Regions from separate parts of the Anas platyrhynchos genome. Here region 1 is linked to region 2. Evidence: chromatin contacts called from public Hi-C data. All regions are on one chromosome and are shown on one strand. The core of a region is the stretch at or near the end of the contact, and the rest is flanking DNA. Distances in the headings are between cores, read along the strand shown. Region 1 holds the start of BCL2L14 (BCL2 like 14). Region 2 overlaps LRP6 (LDL receptor related protein 6).

Region 1 (7,003 bases), core at 247-2,746, 56 kb before region 2:
CTTTAAAAGACGTTTAGATGTAGAGCTTAGGGATATGGTTTAGTGGGGACTGTTAGTGTTAGGTCAGAGGTTGGACTCGATGATCTTGAGGTCTCTTCCAACCTAGAAATTCTGTGATTCTGTGATGTTGAAGTTATTGCCTTTAGAAATTATTAGAAATTATTGATCCTTAAAGAACCCTGGTATCTGTGTGTTCATTACGCCACAGATGATGGGTTTATCATATATATAAGCTTTTTTCCTCTCCTTCCCTAACTGTACTGATACACACAGAAGTCTGGGAACAGGCTTTGACTGTGAAAAAATGATGCAAAAATGGTTTTGAGTGCTTCTGCCTTTTCTGTATTATCTGTTTCTAGGTTGTCTACTGCAGCCATCAGTGGAACCATGTTCTTTGAATTTCCTTTTGCAAGCAGCAAATGTTCGTGTTACCTTTAATGCTCACTTCTAGCTTTAGCTCAAGCTGGGTTGTAGCTTTCTGAGTCTGTAAGTACCTAAGTAATGCTTTTATAAGTTGTCTTTTTTTGGAGCATAAAGGGATTGTTGCAAAATTCTGTCTTCCTCCACAATGGGATGGTGTGCTCCTGAGTTCTCATAACTTATTTTTATAAATCAGCTAGATCTCCTGAGCCTCTTTCTGCTTCTTGGCTGATTCCCAAGGACTCTACTGTGAAATTCCCTGAATAAGCCCAAACCCACTTTCCTGAAGTGGAGCATCCAAACTGCCACTCATCTTCCCAGCCTTTTTCTAGTTCCTTCCACCAGAGGGAACAAAGGGCAGCTGATAACAGTCCTGCCTTGAATCATCACACCGTATTTAATTAAAGTCCTTAGCAGATAACAGCACTGACTTTAGAACCAAAATATATATATGAATATATGAATATAAATGGATAAAATAAAATAAAATAAAATAAAATAAAATAAAATAAAATAAAATAAAATAAAATAAAATAAAATAAAATAAAATAAAAATTTAGTTAATTACCCAGTTTGGAATTTGACAGCCTCGTTCCCATTAAAGGTAGTATAGAGATCCTTAAAGCTGCAGATGGGCAGTGCTAGAACTGGTTTGTCAGTGGGGAAGAAGGGGAAAACCCCACTGGTTTCTTCTCTGAAGAGAAAGGAATGATAAATGTAATGGCTCATTAATGCTCAGAGTGCCCATATGGAGTTTGTAAGGGGAAAGGCCACTTTTAATTGTCAAATTATTGTCCACTATATCTGAGTATAGTGGTAAACGGTGCTATTTTTCATGTAGCCATGGGGCTGCACTTAGAGATAGCAGTCCAGCAGCTTCCAGCAGCTTTCCTCATTCACATGGTAATCAAACCTGCTCTGCTGTAGGTAGGACAGAGGTACCAGAAAATAGTCTGGACCTGGGGTGACTGTACTTTTTGTGAATCTGATGTGCTATGTGAATGTATCCTAATCTTCCTTTTTGTCTCGACTGCTAAGGTTTAGGTCAAGGATTGCTGGTTGCTACAGAAAGTAGTACAGTTGGTCTTTGATGTCAGGTAAGTGGTCATTAATACCACATTGTTACAGCAGGGGCAAAATCGTTTCACGAGTGAAATCACTGTGATGGACCCAAATAAAAAAATGCTGTATGGTGCATGCCTTTTGACCACCTATTAGGCAGACAGAAATTTTCATTCTTGCTTCCTTCTTTCCTTTCTTCCCCCACGGGTCCCCCACATGATCCTCCCTCCTGTCACAAATGGGCTGAATCCATCTTATTATTCCAAAAGGTTTACTAGGCAGAACATACAAGGCACTAGGGGAAATGCTGTCATTAGAAAACCATTGCTATTAGTCCTACTGGCACAGAAAAGTCTATTGATGGAGCAGGAAAGCAGCAGCTGGGACTGTGCTTGGATGCAAGGAGCCAGGTGTCCCTCCTCCTCCCGAGATGAAGAAAGGCAATAGGATATCTTAGTCAGGCTGCAGTGACTGCAGCCCAGATAAGAGCTATTAGCAAGCTCCTCTTCTCTCTGCTGTGATACAAGCACAAAAACAAGTCTGTTGCTAGCAGCAGAGAGAAAGAATTGATCCTTAAAAACAAAAAGCTCAGTGACTGTGGGGAACGAGGCCTGCATCTTTAAGGCCAGGTATGGAGGAAGCTACAGCTCATTACTTTATTTTATATAGCCATTATTATTTTCTGGGTTGTTTAACAATGTGCAGATGTTTGAAGGGACTATTCAGCCTTCAGGAAAGAAAATGTATTTTTTTCTCTGGTGACTGCAAGGTTTTCAGGAAAGGATAAGTGTCCTCTTGTGTGTGGACAGCATTCAGCACATGATAAATATTACTTGAATACAAATGATTTGTATGAAAACTGGTAGCTGCCTGACTTGGTTAATAGCACTGTTCTTACTAAAAAATGCTAGACACTCTTGATCCAAAGAAGTGAATTTTAAATATTTAGTAGTGAATGTCTGAACTTTATTTCTTTAATAACCACAGCTGGATTGAGCCATACTTCTACGAGACATGAGGACAAATTACTTTAAACTTAAAAGCAATGCTTAGTTAAAATCTAGTGGATTTTTTTTTCTATCTAAAGAATCCATTACAAAGCTAATATCAGTCAGCTTTCAGAAAAAAAGGCTCAACACTTTCAGCACCTCTGTTCAGAGAGTAGAACTTGTTGCACACCTCTTTTGTTACCACCTCATAAAAAAAAAAAAATAAAAACAAATATCCACCAAAATTGTACAACCTGCTGAGAAACAGTGACACTTGGAAATCCTAGGAGCTGTCAAAGTTATGAAGAAATTTAAAACAGAATATTCTAATTACACATAGACACCCAAATTTCTGTTTAAAATAACTTGGAAGTCACTTTGAAATTCGAATAATTCTCACCCTGACTATCAAGAGGTTTGAGACGTCAGCACAAAATTAACTTTCACCTGATACGCTACTAATTAAGTCAATTAGAAAGTCATCTCCTAATAATTAATTAAGACCATCATTCCTATTTTCAATTAGTCGGGCACTGCAGATTATAAATTACTTCTGGAAGTGTGACTTTGTGTCTTCAACTCTTATGAATGTAAACACCCTGCATCATTTCTCAAAAAAAAATCTTAATCACCGGAGTATGTATCCCACTGCACCCTGAAGATGAAATGTAACCAAAGTTGTACCAAAAAAAGAAAAAGCAACATGGTACAGCACCTTTGAGCATAGAATGGAATTGGGACAAATGAAAATCAGAGCTTCTGTGCTGTGGCAAAGTCTGCTGTTTGATGATCTTCTGTCCTCCCAACTTGGGATGGACAGCTGAGTACAATTTTTCATTGAATTAAATACTTTTGGGCAAAGCAAAAGTGTTATATTTAACCACATTTCTACACTGCTGTGCATTGCCCCATATATAGCCACCATAAAGCCCCTAGCCTGGCCCAGCCAGAGGGGATGTGTCTGCCTTCAGAGTGAGGCTGTTCTCTGGGGAACCAAAACCAGGGTGCAAAATGAGACCCAAATTACAGCTCCCGTGAAGTGAGGCAATGCCAGGCAAGGCAGCTAAACCTCAGCATAATTGAAAACATGAGTTTTAAAATGTGTTAGTTCAAAGAGATAAAACACAACACTTTGGTTTTGGGGGAGAAGAAAGCTTAATTTCAATCCCATATCCCCCTCTGAGGATTTTTTCAGGTATTCAGCAAAACTAGAATAATGTCAATGGGAAACCCCTTATCAACTTATATGAGGTTGCTACAGTGCTCTGTGTCTGTATCGAGGTCAATAATGTCATTAAATAATCCTCAAGAAGAGCATTAGATCCAGTTCTAAAGAGCAGTAAAACATTATAATGCTCTGCAGAGGCTTTCTTTTCCCCTCTTTCACAACCAGGGGCTTCAAATGTTGCAGCTGATGTAGTCTGCGCTCTCCTTGCTCTCTCATGCACCTTGGTGTTTCCAGCTGATGAAAGTAGAGAGGACAACACTGTTGTTGGGACGGACTGTGCCTCAGACCCACTTACATTTTCAGGAGGCCCTGCTGTTTTCTGTGGGGCTCTGCACAAGCCCAGTGATCCACCCACTTAAGTTCACTTACACAATTAAAGCCCTTGTGGTAGCACGAAGTTTGGGAGATTTACAGCACTACAGAAGTGCTAAGTCTTATGATTAATGGACTAACAAATGCCAGAGAAGTAGGAAGATTGGAAACCCGGCATCTCTGTCTCAGAGGAAAAGACCCTTATGCACACAGATGGTTGGTTTTAAATTAAATGGAAAAAGCAGCTTTTATTGTTAATGTTAAAAAAAAAAAAAAAAAAATGTAGTAAGTCCGAAAGGGTTGCATGAAATGGATATCCCAAAATTCAAAAACCATACTTCTTCCTCAGGAAGCCAAGGATTTTATTCCACATATTCCTTTGGGAATTATTATTCTAATTCAACACAAAGTGATAAATTCTTAATCTTTTAATTACTGAGGCTTATAGATCTGCCATCTGTATTACCCACCTTGTCTTTTTCCACCCTCTGGTAACTGTGCAAAGCAGGGCGGCTCAGTTCATTTTTCAGTGTTTTCTATCCTGATCCAGTGTTTTTGCCTGACTGGAAATTTTGCTAAAATATCACTCGATAGAAATCCTTATCAAATAATTTATTCCATTTGACCTGTGAGTATAACTAAGTAACATGGGCTGTAACTGCAATTGTGCCAGCCTCTGATCCCCTTGATTCATATGGTTTCATTCTGCTTGTGGTTTCCAGTCCCATACTTCCCCTCCAAAACATTTTCCCTTTACAGCTATTAACTACAGTGAGTGAAGTGTATAAGAACACTCTACATATTTCCTATATGAAGCACATGACAGTTATCCATTCTAGAAAGGGGAAAGACCCCTATGACATAAGGATATGTTCATTCCACTTCAAATGCCAGTAGTAAACAGGAGAAATTAAGACGTTAGGTACAGAGGTACTGAGGTATACCAGTACACCTAAATTAAGACTTTAGGTCCAGAGGTACAGAGACTGAGGTACACCACAGCTGGTGAGTTGAGCAAGTCTTCCTCTTACATGTGTGAAGACCATATGCAGGAAGTTACTGAAACTCCTTCAATGCATATGAAGTAATTAGTGAAATGCAAATATGCAAAAAAAATAATTTAAATAGTGAAATAAAAGTATACAGAAGTAGGTATGCAGTTGGAGATAACACAAGCACCTGAAACAGCTCAGTGACATCTGAAAATTTTGTTCTGCAGGTGGGAGCTCTGTCAGAGCGCTGGCATGGTGCAGTGTACACATCCCCTGAAAACTGCCAGAACCACACAACTGCTGAGATAAGACATTTGCCATTTGGTGAGGGGCCTGTATGCCACTAGATTTCCATGCAGCCAAAGGGGTTTTACAGCCACACAGCTGACTCCAAAGGCTATCAGCCTAATGGTGAAAATACTTTCCAGAGACAGATGTATATGATTTTTTAGTCTATGTTCCATATTTCATATTTCATAGTCTCATGTTTTATTATCAATCCAGAAACTCAAGCTGTTTTTTTTCTTATAGAAAATAAGGATTAAGAAAACTTTCCTTAGGCTTTTGGCCCTGTGGTTCTTGTGCAAAGTCCTCTTACTGCCTTACTGAAAAGGCTGGAAGAAAGGGGGTTGACACTCAAACCCTGCTATGAGGTGTGGAAAATGGACTTACAATCAGTAAGCTTGTAAAGTAGATATATTTATTCATCACTCGGCAGCACAGAGGGTAGTCCCACCAAAGTCATGCACACCCCAGTGCAGCAACTTGCCTTGGTTCCATGCAGCAAAGAGTTACATATGCATGAAGTTTCCCAATGCCTATACATATGCATGACCTATCCCTGCTTCATATTAAAATTTGTTCCAAGAAGTCATTTCCATAAACTCCTCCATCTGCGCTTGCACAATATCTCCAGGTGGTCATCACTGGGGGTCATGGCGATGAAGGCTGGCAACTCTTCTTCATCACCACTAGTTGACCTCCTGTCTTTGTGCAGACTCAGCTGCTCCTTGGCTCTTATCCAAACCACAGAGTTGGTCTCATATGGTTCTTGAGACAGGTTCCCTATTATTATCAGGAACCATCCTTTGTGAGGAGCCCCAAGACTTCTTTTTTTTTTTGGTTAATTTGCACAGTGGTAAGCAAAGACATCAAGCAACATCTATTTTTAATACAATAATCTAGGTACTCATAAGTCAACATCCTGTCTACTAAGATTCTCTTAACTCCCTCTCTCAGCTATGCTCTGCTGACTCCCAGGCTCTGGACCACATCATTGGCACTTAGGGCAGGTTGCAGCCTACACCAGCCTAAAACAAGCTGGTTTAAGGACAGGATAGTGGGAGCCTGGGAAAAGTGCCTTTGCCTTATAACACCTGAACTGCACTAAGCTGCCAGTCAGGAGCTGGACCAAGAGTTACTGTAAATAACAAGCAAAATAAAATCATGTGGGTTTTCCCCAGCCAGTGAAGCAAATTAAATAATGTCCAGCATTGCATTTCTACTGGCAGCCTCATGGCATGGCTTGAAGATATAGAGAGTGCATGGGAGCCATCAGAGAAGGCTGCTTCATAGGAGAAGGGAGTTGAGGGCAACAATGAACAGCCCAGGACGTGTCCCAGTGGGTACAGGCAGCCCCATGGTACCTGAACAAGGTGAGAAGAAGCAGGACGAAGAAATCCCATCGGGTCCTGCCTGGTGTCACCCACCCGCCCAGGTCAGGGCGGGTCAGGAACACCAGCGCCAAGCCTCAGGGAGGAGCGGGAGGATGTCGGTGGGTTAGAGGAGGAGGATGGAAGTGCCACCTGGTCCTCAAACCTCCCCCTGACCCCACGGCTGGCTGCAGCTCATTGCACGATCCGGAGACAAAACGCTCCGGCTGCAGCGGGGCGGCCGCCACCGGGGGTCGCTGCCCGCCGCCTTTTCGCCTTTCCCCGCTGGCCCGGGGCGTCCTCCCCCGCTCCCCCCCGGTAGGCAGCAGCCTCGGCATCCTTCCCGGA
Region 2 (6,339 bases), core at 3,708-6,207:
GAAATAAGCCAAGAATACAGTTATTGCTTTTCATTACAGACTTTATAAGAAGTTTCACAATTATACAAATACAATCTACAAATCTAACAAGAATAATTGTACACTCTTGAAAGAGAGTGACACAAATATAACTCTGTATAACTTTACCCTCTACTGTCACGACACCTTGCTGATGCTATACCACCACAAAAAGAAGCTGCTTGAGCAGCAGCAGAACTCCCATGTTTATCTGTTTGAGCTTCTGGCTCTGTCAAGTATCTAAATGCTGGATGTGGATGGCATGGGTAAAATAGCAGTTCATTATTATCAAGGATAGCAACAACCCTTGACAGTCCTGTCTTTCAGTAGCTTCACAGCAAGAATTATGTATCTGGAATGGAAGTCTCCTGTGCATACATGCACAGTACCCTCGGCTACAACTATGTGGTGCCAAAGAGCAAGGTAAGGAACACACTTTTTACTCACCAGGAAGAGATCCTGACAAAGAGCTCGGGTGAGGCACATAACCAAGAGGTACAGAGGCTGGTCCGTGCACCACATAATCATTGGTCATTGTTTCCCCATCTCCCTTCATGCGTGGGCATAGCACCCTCTGGCAGATGAAGTACATTGCTCCAACCACAAAAACTGTGAGGATCACACCAATGATGGAGCCTATCGTGTTGTTGGGCTGTGGAGCAGGCTCCTCTGTCGTGTCTAGGAGAAAGGAAAATCATACTATAGAAGCTAATCCAACAGCTTCAGGTACCAACATCAGTTTTCATGATCTCTTTACATAGCCTCTGCTTCTGTAGGCAGACAACAGCTTTCAAATTAACGTATTTTAGGAACAAACAGGCACTGGGACAGGTCTGTTTGAAGGCTTTGGGAGGCCACCTGTGCACATGAATAGCTGCACACATGCAGATGTTTTCGAACCACAGATGCCAGGACAAAAACAGTACACGCATGTGCAGGGGGGCTGATGAACTAAATCACAAACTTTCTACCTGCTCACAGGCAGGATTATCACCCTTTGATCTCTGTGAAGATGACCTGCAGCCATGACTTCAGGTTCCACTGTGCTAGGACTCCAGTTAGGCTTTTTTTTTTTTTGTCATTAAAGACAATGACAACTACTTCTTATGTTTCACCTTGTCACATAAGCACCTAGGTTATCACTCTGCTTAACAGATTGGCACTCCATCTCCTCAACTATGTAACATTTATGCTGAACAGTACGGATGATGCATCAGTAATGAATTTTGGGCTTGCTGCTATTTAGCGAATTCCCTAACCCACTCTACGTCTCACCCATTCTGATGTTTACACATATCAGCTGTGCATCAGCTTTAGAGGTGCCATCTTTACAAACAATCTGTATCTGAAGTGATTATTCAACAGCTAAAACGAATGGCTTCCCCTACAATACTGATTCTAAGCAATGACATTTATAGGAGTAACTGACAACCCCCTGCCTGTGCTTCATGAATTTGACAAGAAAAGCAGACTTTAAAGTATTTTCCTGTTCTAGTCGGTGTTTTACATCTTAACCATTACTGTAAGTCTTTTCCTCAACATATTTCCTTCTCCCTGAACACCAAACCCACACTTTAACCAACCTGTCACAGTCTACAGAGATAAGAAAACAGACTTCTGATCATATTGGAAGAGGAACAGTGACAACTGCAACTTTCTCTGGGGGGCTAATTTTATGTTACAAAAACAAATAATATCTGACCTATTATAAAGATAACCATATATGTCTCTGATAATGTTGCTAATAACTTTGTAGCATGACAGAACTTCTCTAGTTACTCCTTCCTAAGATTAGGGGTCCAAATCTGTCATTGCATTTTCACGTTACATGTATGTCATCTATGATATATAGATACCTAACACAAGAAGAAATGTCCCTATTTGCAAGTTCTTTTAAAATACCAACAGTGAAAATGAACTTTCAAATTGGAATTTTAAAGGTGGTGGTTTCTTGCAGAACTCTGGAGATTTCAAGGTAGGGAATATCACGTTACAAATCACAAATCAAGCTCAAAATTACATCTTTTCAAGATGCAAATGAAATTTTAGAAGGTTTATTCTGTACACAGTGTTGATTTGATTCTAAAAGCACCTTCTATTAATTCTGTGGGTGAGAAAATGGTGAAGCAGAGAGCAGTTTTATGTAAAAGCCTCATGCTCCTAGAGGGATTTTTAATACTGCACCATCTCAGCTTACAAACTCATAATAGTAAAACGAACCTCTTATTTCCCTTAAAAGTTTTAAAAGTTTTATGTTGAAAAATTACTAGCCTGCTATGCTAATTCAAAATAATAGTTATATTTGTGATTCCGGTTCTACTACATTGTGCATTAATTTCATGACAGCACTTACAAACAAGAGCATCCATTTTGGGTACAATTCATTCAGATTAAAATCTAACTCATTGAGAAGTTAAGAAATAAATAGCAGATAACGCAACCAAGTCTTTAGTCTCAGGGTTTACACTTACAGCATCCTTGTTCATCTGAGCTGTCACTACAGTCCAGGTTGTGATCACATTTCTTGCTTTTACCAATGCACTGCCCACTGGCACAGCGGAACTGATCAGTTAAACAAAGCACTGGAAAGAGAGCCCCCCCAGACAGCAAGAGTCAGTATCAAAGACTTCTACTCTTTAAAACAATTAAGAGAACCAGACACCAAGGCACACAATCCGGGACATCTTGAGAGAGCTTTGTCTGTTGCTAGCTTCATTTCCTGAAGCAGCCAGTGGGGCATAAAAGTCCCTCATGTCAAAAAATGATTAGATGTTCTGGAGTGAATATTGCACAGTGGGTACCTGGTCCTCATTGTTTATTTTCAGTAAGATCATTCTACGAGACAGTCACCTCAACTGAAATAACTCAGAAGCAGAAGGCCACTGAGAATGCAGGTACTTATCGCGGGACATGGTTATTGTAAAATTACTGTAAGAATCCCCAACTATAAGCATTTACTGTAATATAAGTGAGAAGAATTAAGTTACTAAAATTAAATCTGCCAAACTACAATGATAAAATTGTTTAAGAGAGAAAAATGTGGTTTCTCAATGCCCTTGTACTCTTCCTGTAAAGCAGAAGACTCCCTGATTATGGGACAATATATTTCACTTGACATTATGTTTTCAAACTGAAATGAAAGACAGAATACAAAACTGAAGTTTTGCCAAAAATAAAATAAAATAAACTACTATTCTGGGAAAAAAGGTGCTGTTGTTTACTCAAATTTTTTTCCTGTTTCACATAAATCCAGAAATTCTTTCTGACTTCAGTTGAATTAAGAAGTTAAACTAAAGGCTTTTCTGACCTGCAATCAACTTGAATGCTCTGAATACTAGGGCCCCTTTGAAGGTGATAAACAGCCCCTGTTCTGATATCTCTAGCCATTGGATGGCAACTGCACAAAGCATTTTCAGATGCTGGCATCCCATCTGGCTAAAAATCACCTTCCATAAAAAAGAATTTCTGCATTGGTCTGTATATTTTTGTTTGAGCTGGAGCACATCTTTTGGAAAGAAATTCAGCCTTTATTCAAAGTCTCTTAGACAGCCTCTTCAAAGAAAGTGTACTGAAAGGATACACAGAAGAGGCATCCTTTCAAGCTTAGAAGTTGTCCCTACAACTTCTCACTACTTGTGCACTGGGGAAAAGAAGGTCAAGTTTTCTAATGTTTCACTTGGTATAGTGGTAGGGTAGCTGAGACTCCATGAGCATAACCTGTCCTTTCCAAAATTAAAAGAACTTAATTCTCATTCTGTTGGCAATAGCACTTCCCTCCATGTGACTACGGCTTAAATACTCTCTTCTGCTGTACTCTGCAGGAATCTCATGTCTCCCTCTCACCTACTCAGAGAAGTTTAATTTCATTTTATTCAGTTTAATAAAATAAACAATCCGCAGACCTTTAGTGGGCATAAAGTATTCAAAAAACCTCAGAACCCTATGACAAGGGTTTCCTCCATGTTGTAAATCACTCCAGAGTTACCAGGTTTTTAGAGTTTTAAAATATACCATTTTAAATAGTACTTTTCACAGAGCTTAAACCACTGTGCAGGAAGTCAGCGTTATTTCCACTTTACAGGTGGAGAAACAAAGGAATGTAGCTCTGAAATAATGTCCCACTCTGTGTCAAAAGAGCAGAAGCTCAGATCCTTCCAAATCCTACACTCTGCAATAACTTTAGTATCTACCATAGTGTCCCCCGAAAAATTCTGTTTTCATCATACTTTGAAAGATCCTCTGTACCTTCACAGTTTTTCTCATCTGAGTTGTCTTGGCAGTTTGCTTCTCCATTGCACCGGAGGGCACTGTCTATGCACTGTCCGCTTTCACACTGGAACTGGGTGTCTGAGCACACCGGGCAGTTTTTTTCATCACTGTGGTCCTCACATTCAGTGAAACCATCACAGCGCCAGGCCACTGGGATGCAGTCAATCTCACCTGTGAAACAGGTGAACTGCTGAGGGGAGCAAGTTGGCGGTTCTTTAAAAATCAAGCAAACAAACAAAAATTAAAAATCCAGGTGAACAATCAGCAGCAGATCACAACAGGTAAGGACAAGAATAACTCAGCTGCTTTGATTAATCAGACAGCTGATAAACATGCCACATCATAATGTAATTTCCACCCCACACTGCCTCCACAGTTGTTTGAGCAGATCTTGAGCCCCAAGTGACAGCTGCAGGTTCAAGTCAATGGAGTTTCATTAGACAAAGAATAAGAGGAACAGAGAAGCAAGCACGCACACTCAAAACACGATTCTTTTCTTTCCTTCCCACTTCAGCTTCTTACACCCTTCTCTTAGTAGGTCTTAAAGTCTTCATTTAAAGTCAACAAACTTTTCTTCCACTTCCCTCTTTCCTGCAGCACCACTGTATACACAACTGATGTCTCACTCCCTTTTTATGCTCAACAGTCAGTGTATAGAAAACGTTAAAAGGATGTAATTTGCTGCAGATGGATCACTGTGACTCAATGTCTAGTTATGTGCCCTCGACAGCTCTGTTGAGTCAAAATTCTTCTAAAATGACAAAAAACTGCTCCATCTAGTCAAGTCCCGCTATCGCAACACAGCTGTTAGCTATTACTTAACATTTACTACAGTAACTGTTAATCTCATGCAGTAAGTAAGCATGGATTTTTTTTTTATTTTAATTTTTTTTAATTTCCTTTTCCTCTCCTCCCCTTTCTGGCCTGGTATTAAACTTGCTCTGAGAAAATATCTGGATTATATTAGCTCTTGTTCCATTGTGAGACCACACGTCGCCTTGATGGCGAGAAGATTGCATAATAAATCAATTCAGTACGGTGGTACAAAGAGACCCAAGCACCCAAGTGCCTCTCTTCTCCCAAAATTTCAGCCCCACCCTTGGAGACATCAGGGCGTAGGCTGTAGTGGCCATATCACCATGGAGGAGGCAACTGGCTCTTCTGGGACTGCAGTTCAGAAAGGCACACACAGGGTGAGTTTCAGGAGAAAAGCAGAGAAGAATGAAATGGCACAGACAGAAGATGCGATGCAACACAGGAGAGTCTACCACTAGCTGAAAAAGGAGAACATGCAGAATGATATAAAAAGTAGTAAAAGAAAAAATCATACAATTAAAAAAATAAAATCAAAATAATTCAGTGGTCTTAAGTAGAAAGGGTGAACAGAAATCCGCATTCAACAGTGAGCTTCTAAGATTCTATTCTTTTACTCCTCAAAATTTGCAGGTTTAGCTCGGGGGGGTGGAGGGGGAAGCAAAACGGTAAAACATGTAAAATCATGTTACAACATCTGGTGCACTGTCACATTCTTTCTGCTCAGAAGTTGGCCCTAAAATAGAGACCTCCCCACCCAGGAGCAGAGAGCTCAGTGACGCAGAGCATGGGAAGGACTTACCTCCACAGGACAGCTCATCCTGCAGCAGAACAAGGTGGACTGGGCAAGAGCAGCGTGTGGTGCCATCGCCCTTCACAATGCAAATGTGTGAGCAACCACCATTATCTTGAGAACAAGGGTGTTGTCCTGTGATTTTAAGAAAAGACGGACAGGTAGTACAACTGCAGTCACACTTGGGAGGATAAGTAAATGAGATTCTGGGCAGTTGAGTTATCCCCTGCTCTGTCTCTCTCTCTCTTTTTTTTTTTTTTTTTTTTTAATTTTCTCTCCTCCAAGTACACTGCAGTAATTAGTGGAATCTGGAAAAAGCCTTGGACTTACTCTCCAAGAATTTGGTGAGCTCACTGACAAGAAATACCTACATCTTTTCATACCTTTCACTGATTTCTTTGTGTTCACAGAGCTCCTTTCATTACTCCCATCTTGATGGGGAGGAC

Evidence for each region. A called contact is a pair of places that touch in the nucleus more often than the background predicts.
Region 1: a contact with region 2 is called in a Hi-C map of skeletal muscle, with 2.6 times the contacts expected there. The contact joins the promoter of BCL2L14 here to the enhancer-like site in region 2. A contact is called at or near these places in 2 of 8 Hi-C or Micro-C datasets (liver and skeletal muscle).

What each region holds. Positions count from the first base shown.
Region 1 is chr1:70,652,038-70,659,040 of IASCAAS_PekinDuck_T2T, reverse strand. BCL2L14 (BCL2 like 14) reads left to right here and starts at 1,496. Exons shown (of 8, transcript XM_005010033.5): 1 at 1,496-1,517. The coding sequence starts at 1,511.
Region 2 is chr1:70,600,194-70,606,532 of IASCAAS_PekinDuck_T2T, reverse strand. LRP6 (LDL receptor related protein 6) reads right to left here. Exons shown (of 22, transcript XM_038172428.2): 16 at 5,903-6,028; 17 at 4,264-4,500; 18 at 2,490-2,600; 19 at 466-696. Among named protein-coding and RNA genes, the nearest start is that of BCL2L14, 54 kb to the left of the region's middle. Within about 2 kb of position 4,957, at least 2 of the 8 cell types and tissues checked have an H3K27ac peak or open chromatin away from gene starts, as enhancers often do.